Regions from separate parts of the Sus scrofa genome. Here region 2 is linked to region 1. The links are chromatin contacts, called in public HiChIP or PLAC-seq maps. All regions are on one chromosome and are shown on one strand. The core of a region is the stretch at or near the end of the contact, and the rest is flanking DNA. Distances in the headings are between cores, read along the strand shown. Region 1 holds the start of ME2 (NAD-dependent malic enzyme, mitochondrial). Region 2 holds the start of SMAD4 (SMAD family member 4).

Evidence for each region. HiChIP or PLAC-seq counts read pairs in DNA pulled down with a chosen protein or histone mark.
Region 2: an H3K27ac HiChIP or PLAC-seq map of skeletal muscle shows a contact between it and region 1. The contact joins the promoter of SMAD4 here to the promoter of ME2 in region 1. A contact is called at or near these places in 1 of 47 Hi-C or Micro-C datasets (heart right ventricle) and 1 of 2 datasets of contacts at active chromatin or transcription factors (skeletal muscle).

The regions. Positions count from the first base shown.
Region 1 is chr1:100,417,208-100,422,575 of Sscrofa11.1, reverse strand. It overlaps ME2 (NAD-dependent malic enzyme, mitochondrial), which reads right to left and starts at 3,172. Exons shown (of 16, transcript XM_021093285.1): 1 at 2,625-3,172.
Region 2 is chr1:100,572,023-100,577,390 of Sscrofa11.1, reverse strand. SMAD4 (SMAD family member 4) reads right to left here and starts at 3,266. Exons shown (of 12, transcript NM_214072.1): 1 at 2,884-3,266. LOC102159046 reads left to right here and starts at 2,872. Exons shown (of 2, transcript XM_021084754.1): 1 at 2,872-3,316. The coding sequence starts at 2,872.

The DNA of each region.
Region 1 (5,368 bases), core at 1,923-4,422:
AGTTAAAGTCACAATCTCCTTGAGTTGTAGTTATCTTAGCACTCAACTGGGGATGATAAACAACAGGACCTACTAAATAGGGCCACTTAAGGATTAAAATTAGATAAACCATGTAAGATGCTTATCACAGTGCCCTTTAAATACTCTATAAATGTTAGTTATTTAAGCTTATTGTTATTAGTAATAATAAACTAAGGCAGTTGGAAGGTGCCTTCTAAATACCTGTTTCTGCATCAACACCTTCCAATGACAAATCCATACTAAAAGGCTATGAGGTTGTAAAATAAACTATATTTCAATAAAAAGTTGTTTTAGAAAAGAAAAAGAATCCCTATATAACTTAAAAAAAAAGCCTATGAGGATAATCATGGTTAAATTTATTTAAACTATTTTCAATTAAATCTCTAGGTCAAGAATGAGAATGTGGATGGCATACAGATCCAGGCAAACATCAAGTGCCATCCTAAACAGTATCTACTAGAAGAATCAAAATATTTTTCATAACTTTTGAAATTTGGACATATTAATCAGGGCAGGTATAATATGCAGCCATATAATCAAATGGTGACCTTCAAATACAATAGTTAACTTTTAATAAATTGGTTATCTTTTTATTAAATCAAATGTGGAGTAATTTTGATATTTAGTATGAATTTTATCCTCTAAATTGACCCTCAGGTAATAGCTGCACTTTTTAGTGTTACTTATGTTTTAAAATACAGCTATTAAGGTCTGAAGTTCACCATCAATTATAATTAATTTTAGTTTATCTTAATATAAAATGTAACATAGTTTAGAACAGCTTAGTTTTTTAAATAAAATTAAACACAATATATGCACAAACAGCATGATAGTAGGAGTTAATTTACAAAAGAAATTCTCAACAGGTAAATTAGTTTTTCCTTTATGAATTTTTAATGTGTTTTCATAACAAATATATTAAAAGTCAAAAACATTATGCATAAACACCTTCTAAGAGTGAAACCTGTAAGCAGTTCTTTCTCAGGAATAACTACTGATCAAGAATAAGTTTTTCATTCTCAACAGAATGAAAAACTTTTACAAAAGCATAGCCCAACATCCCTATTAACATATGGTAAAGGTATATCAGCATTTCTGGCCTCTATGCCTAACTTTCAATTAAGTCTTTATAATTACCATAAAAGAATCAGATACAGGTTACAAATCACTGCTCAAAGCTCATTATTTAAAGGTTCACTATTAGAAGATAAGAACTTTTTCCTTCATTTCTGCAAACCATGTAACCTAATATGTAACTCAACAGGTTATAGTCGTTACACAGTGTATCTTTATATATCATTTGTGTGACGACTATAGTGTGTGTATATACATATGTTTATGAATATGTATATATACAACATGTACAGGTGTGTATATGGGGGAGGGCGGTATGGGCTGTTAAGGAAACGACTGTTTCTTATCTAATTTCTAGAATGCTTGGCAACAAAAGATCAAAACTTTTAAGTACTACATTGCAATTAGCTTTCCAACATGAACAATTTTAATGGAGCACTAAGAGGGGGCTGGAGCTATTAAGTTAGACTGCCTTACTTCGAATCCAGGCTTTGCTACTTAAAACCTGTTGATCTTGGGGAAGTTACTTAACCTTCATTTGTAAATTAGAGACAGTAACAGTATCGACCTCAGGGCCTTATTTCGAGATAATTCTTGTAGAGAGAAGCGCCCGCCCATGATTAACAGTTAATACAGCTTCTATGGTTATCAATTGCAACTCTAAAAGAAGTAACAATGCTATCACCTGTTTTGGTTTGACGTGCCTGCCATAAACTTTAAGAAGGTAAATCACACAGATATGAGATAACACGTTTTTGTAAGGAAGCATGTCTGTTGAGAATTGTTTTGATTACGCTTCTTCACTCCAAAAGGCAACGTAAATTTTCTAGAATTATCTTCGGAAACAAAAAAAGTCAAATCCAGGATCTCAATGTAATACCATACAAGCAGAAATGGTTATCACCAGCGTGGGGAAAAAACACAACAACCTGCCAATCATAGTCCACAGATGTCATTTCATATCAATGAACAGAACGGTTCCATTCTTAGAACTTTCTAGCCCGCAACAAACTTCCTTTAAAGTGAGAACAATCGCAACATACAAACAAAATGCCCAATCCTGCCATTAATTCATCCCTGCAGAAGAAGAGATCTATTTGATAAAGGAATATGGAGCCACAAAAACGGTCTTTACCGAGCGCGGGAGTAAAGGGTAAAAGATGCTCCTGTTACGGAGTCCTCAGGGCCTTACTACGAGTCGGAAGGAGGGCGCCCTGGACTGGGAAGTCGCGTCCCTAAGCGCCAGGGAAGAGCCGCCGACAGCCGAAGAGAGGGTCGCCGCCATCCGACCCGCTGCCCCCGTTCTCAGCCGGGACTCGGTGAGCCTCTTCCGTTCCCGTCCGTTCACCCCACCTTCCCACCCTCTAAGCGGAGACCTTGAGGGCCTCACGCGCGGAAGCCGACAGCGGGTCCGCAATCTGCTCCCCTGGCCCGGCGAGAGGAGGCCGGCGCCCGCTCCCATCCCGGAACTCCCGCCCGGGCCCCGCCGCTCCAGGCCGCCCGCAGCTGCGCGCCGCGCAGAGCCTTACCACAAGTCTCGCCCCGCGACAGGTGGTGCTTCGAACGGAGAGGCCACGGCCTCTCAGCCCACCCGGACGATGCTCAGCTCCAGCTGAGTCCGCCCCTCCCCTTCTCTAGGCTTCCCGGAGCCGGCGCCAGCTAAGGGTCCACCCGGCCGGGTCGGCTGGATACCGGGGAGGCCACCAGTAAATCCGCGTAGTGAGGAGAGGAGCTGAGAAGACTGCCGGCACGGCCCCATGGGCGGAGACTGACGGGCGGGCGGGCCAATGCGGAGGCAGGAAGCAGCCTTAAGAGGCGGGGCTCCGCCGGGAGGTTTCGCAGCCTGAGCACCCACGTCCCAGCCTGTCAGGACCTTCATCTGTCCGGTTGCTTGAGGTTACTGTTTGGAGGCCGGATTCATTCCCTTAAGAGCCCGACCCCGAGGAGTGAGAGAGGGGTCGCGTAGAGTGGAAGGAATCCTGATATACAGAAAAAAACCGTAGCCCCATGAAAACAGCTGGGGACCTCACATCTCCGCAGCTAGCGGGAAGGTCGGAGGTGATTGCTGAGCGTTCGCGCGAGAAGAGGTTCTGCGCAGGCGCGGGCGAGGCCGGGGATCGGGTGGAGCAGGTCTGCGGGTACCAGTCGCGGAACCTGAGAGGAAGGCTAAGGGTTCGGGTCCGTCCTGGACAGCCAGTGGAGGCCGGGAGAGGATGGGCGAGATTTAGGAACTAGATACAAGCCAGGAGACTGGAGAAGCTGCAGAAGGAGGACCCAGGAAATGCAAAGCCTCCTCACTTTAGGAACGCTTTGTTTCTCAGCAATTTTTGTTTGTCGAAGCGTCGCTATTTTGCAGAATTCTTTGCCCCTCTCTACCCTTGCTGGCACAGTTATTGGCCCGCAGGGAATTTACTAATGATCCTTATCATTACAGTCACCACCAATAGATATTCAGTATTCCCTTTCAGAAAAGCCCTGGAACCCTAAATTGTTGTCTTCAAAGCATCGGGAAATAGATGAATAATCTGTTCCCATCCACAGTTGCGGTGTTGAAGGATATTTCTTCACTCTTGTTTCATAAAATGTTATCACCAGAAAGTCCTCACTATAATCGAGTTTTTGTGCTTTTAAATATAGTAGGAGTTCCCGTCATGGCGCAGTGGTTAACGAATCCGGCTAGGAACCATGAGGTTGCGGGTTCGGTCCCTGGCCTTGCTCAATGGGTTAACGATCTGGCGTTGCTGTGAGCTGTGGTGTTGGTTACAGACGCGGCTGGGATCTGGCCTTGCTGTGGCTCTGGTGTAGGTCAGTGGCTACAGCTCTGATTAGACCCCTAGTCTGGGAATCTCCATATGCCACAGGAGTGGCCCTAGAAAAGGCAAAATAAATAAATAAATAAAAATAAGAAAATAAAATATAGTAAAAATAATTTTTAAGTAAAGATGTAAAGGATAAAGAGGCAACGATGAAATGAGAAAATTAAAAGTGATGGAAATGTAGGATAGGGAAGATTGAGCAGAAGTAGAGAAAAATGAACTCTCCCCTTCTAAACTCGTTTACAATTATGTAAAATTTGGAGCAACCATGCCACATTGGGCATGTTGGGGAAAGAGTAGAGGATAAATGATGGGCATGGCTGCTATAGTAACCACAGCTGTGAAAGAGGGACTATGAAAAAGCATGACCTAAAAAAGCCCTGCTTGCCAGATAACTGTCAAGATGCAGCAAGTTGAATGGGAGAAAATTTAAAAATTACAGGTGCCATTCATCTTGGGCGGTCTCTTCTCTGTCCTAATTCTTTCCATCAGCAGCCTCATTCTTTTCCTGTCAACAGCATGTATCTCTCCTTTTTTTAGTTTAAAACCAATGTCACCAATCATTGGCATTTAATCAAATATCTAGAGTATTCTAGGATAGGCTCTATAAAAGAAAATCAGAAAATCATTTCTATTAATGCATCTTCCTTAGTAGTCTTACTTTTTTTGGCGGGGGGGGGGTCTTTTTAGGGCCGCACCCGTGGCATATGGAGGTTCCCAGGCTAGGGGTCCAGTCGGAACTACAGCTGCTAGCCTATGCCACAGCCACAGCAAAGCAGGATCCGAGGCTCGTCTGTGACCTACACCACAGCTCACTGCAATGCCGGATCTTTAGCCACTGAGTGAGGCTAAGGATCTAGCCCATATCCTCATGGATCCTAGTTGGGTTCATTAACTGCTAAGCCACGGAGGGAACTCCCTAAAAATTTTTTTGATGCCTACCCTGTACCAATTAAATAAGAAACTTCTGATATGCGTCTCCAATACCTGTGTTTCTTCATGGTTCTCATGTTTGTATTTTTTTTATGTATTTTCCTGTATAAGTTCCATAAAAATGGGGATTTATAAAAATTGTCTCCCTGTATTCCTAAGTCCTTACATATGATTAACGTTTGAATAATTAATGGGCAGGTTTAGAATGTTGATGTCTTCTTTGTTCTAAAGGAAACATTCTCAAAGTGTGGTCCTGGATCATCACCTCATCCTTCTCCTCCTCCTCCTCATCATCATCATCACCTGGGAACTTGTTAGACATGCAAATACTTGAGCCCCATCCCAGACCCACTGAATCAAAAACTCTGTGGTTGGCCCCCATCAGTCTGTGTTTTGACAAGTTCTTCAGGTGATTTAGATACTGGCTCAAGTTTAAGAACAACTGTCTGAAACCATGCATTGATTAAGCAATCCTCAGAGTGTAGTTTATTTTTTTGTATGACATTTTCTACTGAGATGAACTA
Region 2 (5,368 bases), core at 2,017-4,516, 150 kb before region 1:
AAGCAGTTTTTGGCATATTATTATGCAAAAAGTATCATACTAAAAGTTGTACAAATGAATAATATCTAAACATATTTGTCAACTGTTTGAATTTCTCTTTAACACAAGTGAATCTTCATCAACTACAGAGAAAAACCCTCAAAATTTGATAATTTAACAAATGGTATTAAATTCTATGTTATGCTAATCTAACTCTTTTAGCTTTAGCGTAGAAAATAACGAAATAAGGCAGAGCTTCCTTGCCTGCCTGCTTGCATGTCTCACAAGCGTCCTAGCCTAATAAATCTGTTTCTTGCCTAAAAAAAGAAAAAAAGAAAAAAATGAAATCAATCACAACCATTTTAGTTGGGTTAGTTTTATACATGACTGTCACCTCAGAGTCACCTTTAATCATCTCTTAAGCAAAACAAAAGTTTCTAACTACAAAATCTTCTAGGGGAAAAAAGGAAATCCAAACATGTACAATGAGCACTGAAATGGCTAACATGATGTTTAAAAAACCATTCACTCTAAAATCACTGAATAAAAAATGAAAAAAAAAATTAGGCACAAGCTGGGGGGAACAAAACAACTGAAATAAGTAAAGTTTAAACATAAGAAAACAGGCAAATTTTAGACAAGATTAAACACGCATTTTAAATATAAAGAATGAAGCAGATCCTGTAGGGTTAAGTGCCCTAGCAGAGGCCTCAGCAATTCACAGCTCAATTAGAATAGTGTCTAATGATGTTACTATAACACTGGCTCAATCAGAAAAAACAGCTCCAAGCCAGAGAGCTGGAGTGTGACCAGCAGCATAAATTAGTTTAGTACTTGCTCTTTGCTGGGGGGGGGGGGGGGGAATCTGAAGGGGAATGCAGAAAAATGAATTCACACACAAATGGTGAAACAGCTCAATTAAAATGTAGCTTAAGAAAGTGAAGCATAGGTTTGTTTGGTGGGGGTTTTTTTGTTGTTTTTTTTTTTTGTTTTTTTGAAGTGAAGCATAGGTTTTTAGAAATAAGATTTGCTGCTTCCTAGTAAAAGCAGAATTGCTTCAAGCAGCAAAGCCAATGGAAAAGGTCAATGATTCATACAAAACTTATTCCGAAGAATTTCAAAGTGACTTTCCCAGCACAAGTTTTCATTAAATCTGAAACCAATTTGCAGTTTTTCTAAGCTCAAGATATATACGGAGGAATTTAGCCAAACGCAGAAGTTTCTACTTAGGCATTCCCACTTCAGAAATAAAAAATTAAGATGCAATACTTCTTTAAAGTAACCTCACCCCAAAACCTGGAAAGCAAAGAAAAAGCCACTTCTATCAACAGACTCACAAAATGTTCTATCAATTTTCTCTAGAAAGTTTTAATTCCAACAACTTACACCTACATAATTCATCACCGCCCTTAGAACTAAATCTTAAATGTTTGGCCTACCTGTATTACATTCTGTAAACAAAATCATGACATTGTGGAAGAAACATTAATTTTAAAATCATATTTTAAGATGTTAACTACCTCAATCATTTACAACTTGAAATCTCATGTACTAACCATGTCAGAACTTTGCAAAAGAGAAAATAACTCTTAAGCAGAAAAAGAATACACACTAGAAAACCTCATGCATTTCAGATGAAATAAATTTAGTCTAAGTACAACACGGCAAAGATAATTTATGAAAAGTGCAATAAAAATTATTTAAATACAATGCTCTAAATCTAATTACTCTGTAAAATTGTGCATTTCTGTATTTTCTAGTAGGACTAAATAGTTTCAGAAAAAAAGTACTGAACCTCCTTTTTAAACACCCAAATAATCAAACTGCTCCTGAGACTAAAAGGATGCTCATTCTTAAAAAAGTCAAAGGTTGTTAAAAAATTAGCCAAGACTACATGCTTTTAGAAAGTCGATTCAGGCTAAATAAAATTACTCTCCATTATCTTATATTTATTATTCCTAAATAACTGGCAGTTTCACCTTGAACTATGGTGCAGAAACTGAAGGCATTAAGAAACAAAATTAAAAATAAACTACTTAGAAATAAGTATATATATTTAATCTTACTGGGATTTGGGGAAGGAAATAACTATCATTTTTCAATAGTTTTTTTAAACTCCTCTATACCCTCCCACCCAAAAAACACAATCTAGTTAACTACATCCATTTCTTTGAAAAAAAATTTTAAATCTAGTTTAAGAAATCGTAATAGCAGTTTGGGGCATGGGATGGAGCCACCGCCCTACACATCCTACACCAATTTGATGCTCAGTAACTGTAGTCCTAGCAATAACATAAACTATAGCTTTTAGTTTTTTGTTAGGCTTGCGGGGGGAAGGCGGGTGTAAGGTGCTAAGAATGTTTCCTCCACACCGCTATCACCCACAATACTCAAAAAGTAAGTAAACAAATCAAAAGCAGAAATATAAACTGGAATACACAACCAGGAAGAGAAAATATGAGACAAAGAGAAAATAAAATTTTGCCCAAGAAAAGAAATTAGGACACACCATTTACAACTTTCATTTAGACCTAAGGCAATACACTCACTCCAGCCGACCTGATACGCTCGATTGGGAGGGACAGTATTACTCCAAGAACAACAAAGAGGAGAGGCGGCCGCCGCAGGAGTCCCTGTCCGAGTTTAACTAGATTCTGCGACAACTGAGAGCGGAGTTCGGGGCCGGAGGACCCGCTCCGGAGCCCCAGGCACGCTAGGCACCCGGCTCTGGCCGACCTGCTCAGGGGCAGCCGGCCCGGCGGGCCCGACAGGCGGCCGCGCTGGGCCCGCTGGCCTCCCGCGCGCTCCCCGCCGCCACCGCCGGGAGCCCGCCCCGGGGCGGGGAAGCCGCGGGCGGGGTGCGCGGGCCGGGCCGGGCGAAGGGGAGGGGACATGGCGCGTTACCTGGGCTCCAGCGACGGCGAGGGGCGTCCCTTCTCCCTCCGCGGCTCGTCAGCGGGAGCGCCAAGCCCGTCGCTCCCCCGGCGGCCCGGAGCGCTCCTCGGCCCCCGCCCCGGGGCGTCCGCGCCAGGCCGCCCCTCCTCGGCGCCGCGCCGCTGCCCGCGCGGGCCGGGCCGCCTCGAGCTCCCGCGCCGCCCCGCGGCAAGAGGCCTCTCTCGCTGGGCGGCCGGCTCCCCTCACCCGCACCGCCCCCTGGGCGGCCGCGGAGCCGAGGGGAGGGCGGGAAGGGCCTCCCGAGGAGAGCAGGCCGGAGCGAACGCGGGCTCCGCCACCCGAGCCGCTCCGTTACCGCAGCGGAGACGACGTCCACGGCCGTGTTGTTGCTGCCAACTTGTCGAGAAGACACTGAGCATGCGCGAGCGGAGACCACATCCGGGTAATTTCAGGGTTTGGCCCTTCTCCCCCGCAGCTTTCCTTTCTCTCCACTGCCCCCGCCTCCTGCCCCAGTGACGAGAGGGTCGCTCTGCGCAGGCGCCGGCGCAGCAGCATAGTCGGCGGGGAGTCCCGAGTCTCCGCCAGGTCTCCGGCCCTGGCGGAGGGTTCTGCCCTCAAGGGTGGGGGGAGAGGCTGCTTGGAGGGAGTGGTGATCTGACGAATGGGCACCCCTTTGTCAAAAAGTATCCAAGCAACGCAGGAGAGCTTGGCGTGTAGTGGGTGTCCAGTAAGTTTATAAAAAGCGATGAAGTGGGCCGTGTTTTTGAGGACCTGCGTGGGCATGAAAATTAACTTGCTCTAGGGAGTAGGTAGTTGTAGAGGTTTACTTTGAGAAGAAACTGGGATGGACTGCACCTTCCTTCCCTTTTCGCCAGCCCTGGGTCAACTAGATTTGAAGGTGTTTAAACTCTCAGGATGCCTTCCTGGGGTGAAGAGATGCGCAAAACAGTCATGGAACCATAGAATTGAGAACCTGGACAGGTGTTAGGAAAAATGAATGGTTTCTGTTGGAAAAGATTTAGGTGGAACCTCAGAGTTGGAAGGGACTTTAAAAGGTCCAACAATACACCTGTTAATTAAGTTACCTGTTGAGGAGTTCCCTTCGTGGCTCAGTGGTTAACGAATCCGACTAGGAACAATGAAATTGCGGTTCGGTCCCTGCCCTTGCTCAATGGGTTAAAGATCCGGCGTTGCCGGGAGCAGACGCGGCTTGGATCCCGCGTTGCTGTGGCTCTGGCATAGGCCGGCGGCTACAGCTCCGATTAGACCCCTAGCCTGGAAACCTCCATATGCTGTGGGATCGGCCCTAGAAATAGCAAAAAAAAAAAAAAAAAAAAAAAAAAAAAGTTACCTGTTGGATAGGGAATTGCATAAACCCTGCTTTTGACTTTATACTTCCTTTATTTGAAAATTTTACAAGATGAATGCAATTATTTGACATTTTTAAGGTTTCGGAAAATACGATGTACTAATTCTTCTAACAAACCAGTGAAATACTTCTGTTGGGGGTCCCACCAAGACTAATTACTACTAGAAAATTCTAAAGTCATTTCTTAAGTCTTGTCGCCCAGAAACTGTCCCACCTACTCTGTGCACACAGTGCCCTAACCCCATGCTGTGCTGGCTTGCCCAGTCTGGACACTTTTCTCTTCTGACTGACAGCCTCTGCATCTGTCCTCTTCAAACTGGTGTCCTCTGGGGTTTATGAAGACTTTTCAAGACTAGCTTTAAGGGAATTCATTTCCAGATGCCTAAATGCCATGTATACTATAGTCTAAAATTGCCCAGCCTGAGAAAGTACCTGAGGACACAACCTCCCCTTTCAAAACTGTTCTTCCCCTACCTTACAGAACAAAGTGCAAATTCTCACCCATTACTAAGGTGCATCGATGTGAAAAACCTCGAGGACAATTCAGGAGAACAATTCAGAAATTTGTTGTCTGTGCTGAAAAAGTGAATCAAACGAATGAGTTATAAGCTATAAGTTATTTTGCAAGTTAGGTTGTTTTCAAGTCTTTGCTATCGACAAAGTTGAAGGAAAATCTAAGGAGGTGATTTTATAATAGATCAACATGTGATTCTTTGCAATATACCTCAGAAGGAATTAAAAGCATTGAGTAACATTGCTATATTTAAACTTCTTCCTTTCCTATCTGTAGTAGTTATCTATACACATACATCTGGTCATCTCTGCCATATCCTGTTGGCCAGAAACAAATCACAAATCCCACCTCCACTCAAGAGAGGAGACCACAAAAGGGCAAGAACATCAGAGGTGGGATCATATGGGGCCACTTAGAGTCTATTTATTTATTTATGCAAAGGATAATTCCTATAAACTCTGCCTCTGCAGATTTCTTCACATTCCCTTTGCCTGCTTGCTTAAGGGAAACCTGACTTTCCCCTGGGGCACTGCTTCCCCTCCCCTTCTCAAGTAGTGGGTACTGTATTTTCAACCATAAGCCTTGTAGACTGAGCCTGGAGGTGAGGTAGG